2 separate regions of the Pan troglodytes genome follow, and region 2 is linked to region 1. Evidence: chromatin contacts called from public Hi-C data. All regions are on one chromosome and are shown on one strand. Each heading gives the region's core, a stretch centred on a gene start, on an enhancer-like site or on the middle of the called end of the contact. The rest is flanking DNA. Distances are from core to core; before and after follow the strand shown. Region 1 holds the start of ID2 (inhibitor of DNA binding 2). Region 2 overlaps LOC129143091 (a long non-coding RNA gene).

Region 1 (5,240 bases), core at 1,134-3,633:
GCGCTGGCGCCACCTGGGTAACACCAGTGCCCGGGCGATCGGTTCGCCTGCCTCCTCGGCCGAGAAAGGGCTGTGCCCCAAAGCCCTTGTCCTGTGCCCAGGACAAGTGCGTCCCGGCCAGGCCCTAGCCCGTCCCAGGGACCGAGACAGGGCTCACAGAGCGGCTGCCCCAGCTGGGAGCGCACGTGGTGCGAGGCAGGCGGGTTCCTCCTCACTGAAGTCATGGACTTGGCTCGCTGCGGAGGGGCCGGCGCGCGAACGTGGCTTGAGCCAAAAAAGAAAAAGCGCACACAATGTGTTTCTTGTTAGGGACTGCAAGCCGGGGCCTCGGGTTTTGCTTTTGGTGCCGCATTATAATATTAAGATGCAGTTTGATTCCGGACAAGCCCGCCCTTGTCGCTGGCTGGGGCGGATTCCCACGGACGCTGGTGGGCGGGGGGGGTGGCCTGGGTGCTGCGCTGTGGCGCGGGGGTGCACAGCGGATGGAGGGGGGGATCCCTGCATGACCTAGGCTCCCTGCGGTGGCCGGACCCCAAGACTCGCGCCGCGGGGCGGCGCAGACAAGGCGACGCCAGCCCCGCTCCCGCCAGCTCGCGGGCGGCCCAAGATTGTTTTCCAAGACCTTATCTCTCACTCAAGTTAATTTTCTCTTTTAATGTGGTGATCGGAACAAAAGACACAGGAAAATCCTTTGTGAAAGCTAACGCAGCCACAAATCGGGGCACTTCACAGCATTTGTAACAAAATATTTGCAGTGCCCGTAGTTAAGTCGGCCCCTCCGCCAAACTTCCCAAACTTTGCTTTCTTTGAACCAAGCTGAAAAGTGATCTCCCTAAAAGGGGATCAGAAGATTGCAAGCAATTGGATTTAGCACGGAGTTCTACCTGGTGCTCTAGAGAGCTCTGGGCACACAGGATGGTGCGGGAATCCTGGAAGGAATTACAGCCTGAATGGTGGCAGGGCAGGGGAGGAGCCACTGTTAAGCCATGGTAGTCGCTGAAACGCTTTATTAATGCCATTTATTAGCTGTATGCGACAAGAAGTGTAAGAGGTTAGGCAGGTCTTCAAAAATATCCAAAAAGAGAAAAATAAACATTCCCTTGTTTGCTTTTTGTGGCTTTGCTCATTTTCTTCCCCTCGAGTGGCCCTTCATCTAAGGCTGTGTTTTAAACCCAAAATCGGTTATCTGGTTTCAGGGTAAGGGCTCCCTCTTGCCAAGGTATTAAATAAACAAGTACAGCAAAAACTTGAATCCTTATGTAATCCAAATGCCGTTTCCTCGAAAACCACAACAAATGCTGCTAAACCAGATAACAGGACCGGGAACATTCGGCCCCCCAACCCCCACCCCACAACACACAGCCTCCGCCCCCAGCTTTAGGGCCAACAGAGGACATTTATGTTCAGGAACTCCTCTCCAGGACAGATAAATAATTGCTACTAACACTCTCAACTGCAGATGAGCACCCTTGAGGGATCCGGATGCCATAAACTGTCCAGGAATGTTGGCATCTGGTTCTTAAAGCCAGGACCCCAGGAGGCGTCTGCGTCTGCAAGCTGACTTGGAAGTTTCTGGCCTCTTGATGTTCTCAGTCGAAAATGGTGCATTAGAAAGGGGATTGGTCTGGCCCGCGCTTTGTAGTGGTAATGAGGGCGCGAATCGCGCTAGGCTCTGCGCGCGCGAGGCTCCGCCGAGCAGGAGGACTGGGGCTGCACATCCTCCCGGCTCCCCCAGGGCGGAGAGGGGGACCGTTCTGGAAGAAAAAATTGTTTATGCGCAACCTCCGAGGGTTCCGAGGAGTTAGGCAGTAAGAAGGTGTGGAGGTTGGGAGGGCGGGGCGAGTCTTTCAATCTTTCAAAGGTATTTTTAGGAATCCAGGATCAAAGCCATTCGGCGAGAAACCGAAATAATCCAAAGGAGTAAACAAATCTCGCCATGTGCTAAGACAGTGACCTTCTCCCCATCCACCCTTCCCTCGCTCCAGCCCCACCCTGAACGCCTCGGTTGCAAAAACAAAATAAAGCAAAACCTTTTGCTTTGGCAACCTCTAAGCCACATTATGCCTCCTTTTGCAAAAGGAAGATTTCTTTCTTCTCCATCTCCCGGCTTTTTTCCTTCGTCCTCTCCTCCGCCCCTCACCCGCCCCCCCCCCCCCCCCGAGCCCTTTTCTTTTCTTCTCTGTCCTCTTTCCTTCCCCAAATCACTCGAAACTTAAGACGTGCAGCGGCTGCAGGTGCGCGCGGGCCGGCGGCCGGGCCTGGGCGAGCCTGGGACTGCCGGGCCTCGCAGGCATTGATCAGCTGGGCGCGCGCGCTGAGTGACGGCGCGGTTGCCATGGCAGCCGCCTGAGCGGCGCCGCGAGGACAAGGCTGCAGGGCGGCGTGAATGGGCGGCGTCACGCGCCTGGCGCCAGAGAGTCTGCTCCGGGGCTCCGGCTCCGGCCCCGCCGCGGCCTGGCCCGCGCGCCGCCGCCGCCGCCGCCGCCAATTCATCACCTGTCAGGGATCACTCGCGGGGTCACGGGCGGAATGGACACAGCTGTGAGAACAAAACCCGGGAAAGAAAGGCGAACGCTCCCCATTGCGCCAGATGTGCAGGGAGGACCTTGAGACGCGCCCCCCGCCCCCGCAGGCTCCTCCCGCCCCCCGGCGCATCACGCGGGGGTGGCAAAGGCGGCCTGGCCAGCGCGGAGCTCCCGGCCCGGAGCTGCTTCTGATTACCGCGAGGGGCCCGGACGCGAGAGCCGCCGCGGGGCCTGCCCTAGAGGCGGAGTGAGTGAGTCCTGGAGCCAGGCTGGGGGACCTTACGGGCCGGTCTGTCGCTGCCACGGGGTGGGGGCGTCCCGGTGGGGAGTCGAGGGGGACCGCACCAACACCCACCAGCGGAAGCCCTGCACACCTTCCCACCGCCCGCGGATCTAGCCCTCCCTCTAGCTGGGGCCGTTTGAACTTTGGAGGCCTCAAATGCAAACCCACCCAAGCCACCAATTGACAGATTTTGACTTGCTTTTAAACCCACTTCGAAAATGCTCCGACACGATTTTCCCCCACGAAAGCAATTTTTAAGGTGATTTCATATTGGGCGTGCTGAAACACACTAGTAACTTAGGCCTTGTTTAAATCATTAACTTATACAGCTTCGTAATCCCCTTTAAATGATCTTTAAATGAATGTAAAACTGGGTAGTGTGCCAATAGAATCGAATTCAGCACAGCCAGGCAGACTGGACTCTGACATGGCAGCTAAAGAAAGAAACACCAGAAAACTTTCACCATATTTAGCCATTTTACTACATCAGGGTACAAAAATGATCATGGGAGAAGGCACTGCCTTAATCAACTTTGCAAAGTGTAAAGTGAAACCGCACAATGCTCATTACCGCCCAGCCCAGAGCCTGGCTGTGGGGATAATGAGGCTGGCACGGATGTTAACATACGGTGTCCTTGGAAAAAGCTAGGAATGCGTCAGTATCGAAGAGCTGCAATGTCCAAGAATCATAAGTAATAATTTGAGAATCCCAAAGATGTTTGTTTACATTGGCTATTATTGTAAAATAGTCAAAGTATAACATCATGAACCAAAATAGTGTCAAAACAAAATCTGTTCCACTGTGGCACGTATGTGACAGAAACACATGCACACAAAGTACATCAAAAGGCTCGAACTGTGGGAGGACTCGGATAGTAAATCACTTCCAGACTTAATATCAGAAGAGATACGGTGCGTCCAACGCTGTCAGGGACAGAGTCGCAGGCAGCATTGCCTGGCCTTGGGAAGGCCCTCCGCAAACTTCTGGCTGGACAGGAAACAGTTTACCTCCTTCCTCCAAACTGAGGGGGCTGAATTTCAGGAAGGTGAGCTCCACCTCAGTGCCACCCACTCTGCCTCCCTGGAGAGGCGTCATGGGGCGCATAGCTGTCACGTGACGGTCAGAGACTGCTGGCCCCACCAGCTGAGAAATTAATCATTAATTGAAGGAAAAAACACTGTTTCCCCATTATCGAGCTTTTCTTTCAGCCTCTAGGCCTGCCCCTTCCGCTTTCTGAAATGCAAAGGAGGTAGAGATTGAGGCAGAAAGTAAATAAGATTTGAATATTGCCTTTCCTGGAGTTTTCTAGTTCATTGTTTTCTGGAGCAAATATTTTCAAAAACAAGAAACTGACAGACTGGTCAAAACAGAATTCTAGATAAGCTACAATTATGTGAAAATTAAGGTATTTGAGTAAATAGCTGCAAACTTTTTAAAACTTAGACTGAAAGAACGAGTTCTTAAAGATTTTCAGCCAAAAAAAAAAAAAACCTTGAACCCGTATTCAGTACTGTGCTGAAAAGATTCCAAACCTCATATATGACAATATTTTTTTTTTCCTTAGTGTGAAGATGTCTATCAATGGCTAGGGCCACCTATCTGTCACAAAGCTTTGGAACTCCTCTAGGTGTTGGAATGTAACATCAGAAATCACAATTAGTGCATAATTAATCACATTACTTTGCCACCTACACGGAAGGGCACAGACCGGCAGCCTTTCAAGGGCAGTGTATGTAAATGTAGTTTCAATATGCAAATTCTCCTAATTATTTCCGATTAATACGATCATTATAATAGCCCTGCCTCCTTCTTGAAAAGGAACCCTGAAAGCGCCCTGCCTGTGAGAGCTCCTTAGCGACCGGTGAGGTTGGGCATGGTTTCCAATAAGTACTCATTTTCTTGAGTTTACAGTAATGTCTCCCGCGCTGCTCCGGGTTGCAAAAGCCCACACTAAGCCTGTCGTCGAATGCGTGCGTGGGTGGTTTGTTTGTGTTAACATAACTTTTCCTTATCTGAAGAGACGAACTCTACAAACGTGACTCTTCAGTGACAACCTAATTTGCGTTTTCACTTTCTTCTGAAATGCTTTCTATCTTTCCTCACGCTCTCCCTCCGATGGGTTGCAGTGAACTGTGGCTTCCCCCCTGCGGTGCTGAACTCGCCCGTGTAGCTGTGATTTTAGAGCTGCGGACAGCTCCAAGGTGTGTAGGGCTTGGTCTGGGAACACCCCCAGGGCAAGGGTCCCGCCGCGCGCTTGGAATTAGAATTAAGAATGCATATTTAGGCGCCCAGGGTCTGCCCCCTTCTCCCTCCTCCTTCCCCTCCCCCTTCCCCTCCCCCATCTTCCCTTCTCTCTCTCTCCTCCCTCCTCCTCTCCCTCCTCCCGCCTCCCTCCTCCCCGCCCGCCGCTCCCCGCCCGCCGCTCCCCGCT
Region 2 (5,240 bases), core at 1,073-3,572, 430 kb before region 1:
GCCAAAGCTTTGGAATGCCCAAGTAAAAATTCAGTGTGTGCAGTGGAAGGCAGCATGACCCAGTTCTCAAACTTTCTTTGCTCAAAGTGCCCTAGGATCTCTGTAATTTGTTCACAGTGCCCTTGTGCCAAAAGAAATTTCTAATGGTTCCCCTTATTAAGTACTTCTTCGGTTATAAGCGTGTATGTCCTAGGAAGCTAGAAGCCATTTGAAAAATAATACACAAATTGAAAGAAAAGAGGCCATTTTTATTTCATTCTAAAATAGTTATTTACTAATAACTGTATATATCCTTAGGGCCCCACACAACTTCTCAATCCCTGGACTCAGAGTGGACATTGCTACTCTCATTTCCTGTTTCATACTGATTTTTCCACAATAGGGACTTTTTATCTAAGCCACTTCCAAAAATCCAGCTTTGCAAAGGTATGTTATTAAAAGGAATACAGCAGGACCCACTGTTGAGACTGAACCATCTCAACTAGTAGTCCACACACTGCCTGACAGATGTTGAGTAGTACTGTGTTTCCCTAGAAAACTGAAAAATTTTCGATAACCTGCAGGGCTTGTCTGCATTCACTATAGTCCACTGGGCTGCTTCAGAGCAGGACTAAGAAATCACAGAAATCACAGAGCAGGACTGAAAGATCCCTGGGTGGGGCAACTGAAGGCCTGGGTTCAAATCCTCACTGCCTCCAGCAGCTGTGCAACCTAGACCAAGTAGCAAACCTTTCTGGGGTTCAATTTTCTATGTATAGAAGGGAGGTGAGAATCCCTAAAGCACAACTTACTCTAGAATTCTCTCCTATAAAAGGGTAACTCCAAAGTAATCTGCACATATTTTCAAAAAGATACAGAGAAAGTGTGACCATAAAACTATGCTCCAGTTTCCCAAACCAGTCTACAGATCTCCTTAAAACAGAGACATGAGCTGTGACTATGGCAATTCTGATGTGGGTCTGAGATGGGGCCCTAAATGTGTATTTTTTTAAAGTTCCTCCAGATGATTCTGTTGCCTGGATTAATTTGGGAATCATTTCCTACTGACAACACAGCAAAATCGACAGCCTCGTGCTCCAAAGCACCAAGTCAGCAAAAAATGTTTGTGCATATTAAAATCTATCTCATTATTTGCTTTTAATGATACTTCATTATATTCTCTTTTCCCTTTTAATTTGGTTGCATCACTCAAGTGGTGTGTTTGATTCCCAGTTTCTTGTCAGAATAGCCATAATGCCTCACCCTGCCGCCCTAAAGCTCACGGAGACAGGAAAACCAGAGTCCCCGGTGTGGCTGCACCGGGTCTCCAGCTGTCCGTTTGCAAAAGATACAAAAACCGTTTCATTTTCACAATAATTTTTTTTAAAGACTTCCCCAGATATCTACATTTTCTTTGGCAGTTTGACTTCGATGACACAAAAGTTCAGGGTCAACTTTCCAAAAAATAATGAGGAAAGAGCCAGCCAGCTGCTCAGTTGTGTCCTCACTTTCAATGCTGATTGCTGCAAAAGTACACATGAAATTCTGATGCAGACAAATTGTTCCTTTCTCACTGAACTCAGCTAGAAGGCTGGAAGGGACATTTGGAAAGATGGTCATTCATGGGACTTATTTTTTAAAACATGAAAAAGAAGAGAATTTTAAAGCAACATCCACAGAGTCGAAGTTTAGCTTCACCAACAATTATTTCCTCTTCAGTGAGAGTTAGTGGCCAGTTACAAAGTTCAATGTTTGGGTTTGGGTTTGAGGGATATTTTTTCCCCCACTATTGAGACAAAGCCGTAATCCATGAAATATAGCAGATATCTCATGGACCTAGTTCTGCATGCTTGCAAACATTTGAAATTGCACTTGTGGTACATAAAAGATTCATAATGATCTTACCCACAAATATAAATTCTGTCCCACACAGGATAGAAAGACCTAGAAGCAGAAGGAGTGAACAGCTGAATGTGAGCAGAGTCATAAATTCAGAACACTTACAGCTTTGTAACAACCCTATCATAAATGTGGCTGATTTCAATTTAATTTATAGGACTTTGCAGCCGGGTCCAAGAATGTCTTTTGAAAACTAAGAAGTTAGAAGCAGTAACATATAGTTTCTATAGTTTCAGTTTCCAAGAAAATGTCCATGGTCTTCAGGTGGCTCTGATGAGACAACATCCAGGCCATCCTTGATTATGCAAAATGACTTGGGGGAAATCCCTAAATTCATTGCAGCAAAATGCAGGCGTCAAAAGAAGGCTCAGAACACATAGTAATGTCAAACCGCGGTGCACATAACAAAGGCTTGGCAGTGGGTTTCCAGGGAAACCATCCGGTAGAGTAGGAAAACCCCAATCTTTTGTAAGACAGATCAATCTGCATTCAAAACCCAGTCTCTCCTCCTTAGCTGAGTAATGATCACATGAGGAGCTGAAGTCCTCTGAAGCTCAGTTTCTCAATTTGGAATAAGGTATTTACTGAGCATTCTTTGCTAAGCACTATGCTAAATGTTTGCTTATATCATCCATCTCAGCTATACTACAACTTCATGGTGCTTTTTAAATCCCACTTTACACATGAGACAACTGAGGCACCCAGAGATGAGCCCTTTTCCTAGATCTCACCTTCTTTTTTTTTTCTGAGACAGAGTCTCACTCTGTCACCCAGGCAGGAGTGCAATGACGCAATCTCGGCTCACTCCGACCTCCGCTTCCCAGGTTCAAGCGATCCTCCTGCCTCAGCCTCCCAAGTAACTAGGACTACAGGCATAGCCCAGCTATTTTTTTGTATTTTTAGTAGAGATGTGGTTTCACCATGTTAACCAGGATGGTCTCGATTGCCTGACCTCATGATCCACCTGCCTCGGGCTCCCAAAGTGCTGGGATTATAGGCATGAGCCACCGTGCCTGGCCCTTACCTTCTATACATGGAGAAAAGATTTGTACGTAGGCAGTCTGACTTCAAAGTTCTTGTCATGACCATTGTACTAAAGTCCTTCACTCTAAAATGCAAGTACCTGGCCGGATGCAGTGGCTCACCCCTGTAATCCCAGCAATTTGGAAGGCCAACGTGGTGGATCACCTGAAGTTAGGAGTTCGAGACTAGCCTGGCCAACATGGCAAAACCCCATCTGTAATGAAAAATACAAAAAAATCAGCGAGACATGGTGGCACACACCTGTAGTCCCAGCTACTCCGGAGGCTGAGGCAGGAGAATCACTTGAACTCAGGAGGTGGAGGTTGCAGTGAGCTGAGATCACACCACTGCACTCCAGCCTGGGCAACAGAGTGAGTCTTCCTTTCAAAACTCAATACGTAAATAAATAAAATGCTAATACCTGAATCCACCTCAGAAAATGATGGATTGATGTAAAGTACACAGGACAGTGCTTCTTAGCTCCCTTTTCTGAGATGACATAAAGTCTCATCCACTATTATTTTCAATAATTCACTGCATTGGCCCAAATAAAGTGATGAAATCTGCTAAACTCCTGGCCACTTATCTGCCTAAAATGTCTTCATCCCCTCAACCCTCATCCTAACCTGGGAATCACAGTGTAATGAACCTTCATCCCAGGCAACCTCTGCATAGCCCTCTCAGTTCTAGGGAGCTTTTAGGGTCAAATTTTTCAGGTTTTTTAAGAGTGTATCTCATCTTCAAAGGAGAGTCTCTGTGTGTCTCCTCTGGGAACTCCCAAATATACTCAATTATTACTTTTTCTAAGAGCAACAGACAGCAGTCAAGCACCCACTACATATCAGGCCTGGTGCCACCTGCCAGAGACACCAGAGCAAGCCCAACCCACACATTACACCCATCGAGCTTAGAGTTCAGGTTGGAGACAGCCAGGAAGCAGCAAGGTCAGAACTGTGCAAAGGTCCAGAACGTTCAGGGAAGCAGGGAGGAGCCACCCAGCAGTGGGGGCCTGGTGGGCAGATAGAGCTTCCTGAAAAATGTGGCCTCAGAGCTGACACAAAGGCTGGAAGGATAACCAGAAGAAATTCCAGGAGAAGCCACCTAGGTAGATGTGGCCAGGATGCACGGCTGCCATCAGAACAGGAGAGGCCCAGCTACAGGGAAACAAATGTGGAGGGCGGGAACGAGAAGAGAGAGGCGCGAAATGGACCAAATATCTCACCAAGATGATGCATCACTCATTCGCTTAATAGACAAACTCCGGGAAGTGCCAGCACATTCTGTAACCTTACTACAAGCCCTGAAAGTAGAAAAGACACACACAGCACAAAATGACTGTACGGCTCTTTGCTCTGGATACAACCCAGTGAAAGTTAAATATAAATGCTTGAGAATAAATCAGAAGTCATATACTTATAAAAACTTATGGTATCAAAATTGCTTTGCAGCAAAACGTAAGACGTTCTAATGGTCTTTGCTTCCCTTTCCCCTGAACCCAGCCCCTGTGAAGTAAACACCCTCTATCCCCAAAACTACTTTGCAAACAATATCTTGCATAGGTCTGATTAACGTGCATGATGTATAACGTATTTCTGTATGTGCAAAGCAAAATTCCATTGAGTAAAATGTACTCAGTATCTTAAAGCAAAGAATAATAACTTCTTTCCTCTGAGTCTAGGAGTTAATTTTCATGCTGGACAATTTTTTAATAATGTTGGACACACCATGGGATTTTTGGAAGTTCATTTAGTTTTGAGCCTTCTTAAGTTATAATTTTTCTTCTAGCTCAGATGGATCTTTTATCTGTTCTACCCTTAATATTCCTGCTAATCTTAGTATAGAAAAGCTTCATAATTTGAAAAAGAGAAGTTTAACAAGACATGAGGCTGATTGTTTGCACAATCAGAACATCTAATTGAGCTATAGTATTCTAAACCATGCTTGCGTGCAGGGAGATAATTTTTCCTTCATTTCCTATTTTATCAGAAAATTAACCTTCATTTAAAACACTGTGGTCTGAAACACTTTTATAGCTACATTCTCTCCGCTGTTCAAAAGAATTTGAATTTTAAATTTGCCATCCTGGTCTTTAAAAATGAAACAAACTGCGGACGCTTTGGGAACCAGGTGTTTATGATCAAGGAGACATCAGAATGTGACCCGGGTCCAAAGCACTGCTCCTGCCAACCAAGGGGACTATGCTACCAGATCTGTTTTTAGTTTTTCAACCTTTGGTGAAATAATGAGGCTCTGAATTTGCATAGCAATCTTTTTGTCTGAGAACCTAACAGCCCCTCAGATCTTTCATTTCATTGCGCAAACATTGGAAGCCTTTATTA

What was found. A called contact is a pair of places that touch in the nucleus more often than the background predicts.
Region 2: a contact with region 1 is called in a Hi-C map of stem cell-derived neural progenitor cells, with 2.4 times the contacts expected there. The contact joins the enhancer-like site here to the promoter of ID2 in region 1. A contact is called at or near these places in 1 of 7 Hi-C or Micro-C datasets (stem cell-derived neural progenitor cells) and 1 of 1 datasets of contacts at active chromatin or transcription factors (stem cell-derived excitatory neurons).

What each region holds. Positions count from the first base shown.
Region 1 is chr12:114,195,456-114,200,695 of NHGRI_mPanTro3-v2.0_pri, reverse strand. ID2 (inhibitor of DNA binding 2) reads left to right here and starts at 2,383. Exons shown (of 5, transcript XM_003308873.7): 1 at 2,383-3,854; 2 at 4,936-5,010. All of the region lies in intron 1 of LOC107972292 (a long non-coding RNA gene), which reads right to left.
Region 2 is chr12:114,625,368-114,630,607 of NHGRI_mPanTro3-v2.0_pri, reverse strand. The region is part of intron 2 of LOC129143091 (a long non-coding RNA gene); the gene reads right to left. Among named protein-coding and RNA genes, the nearest start is that of ID2, 430 kb to the right of the region's middle. Within about 2 kb of position 2,322, at least 3 of the 24 cell types and tissues checked have an H3K27ac peak or open chromatin away from gene starts, as enhancers often do. A contact at or near this core is called in stem cell-derived neural progenitor cells, where this site is marked.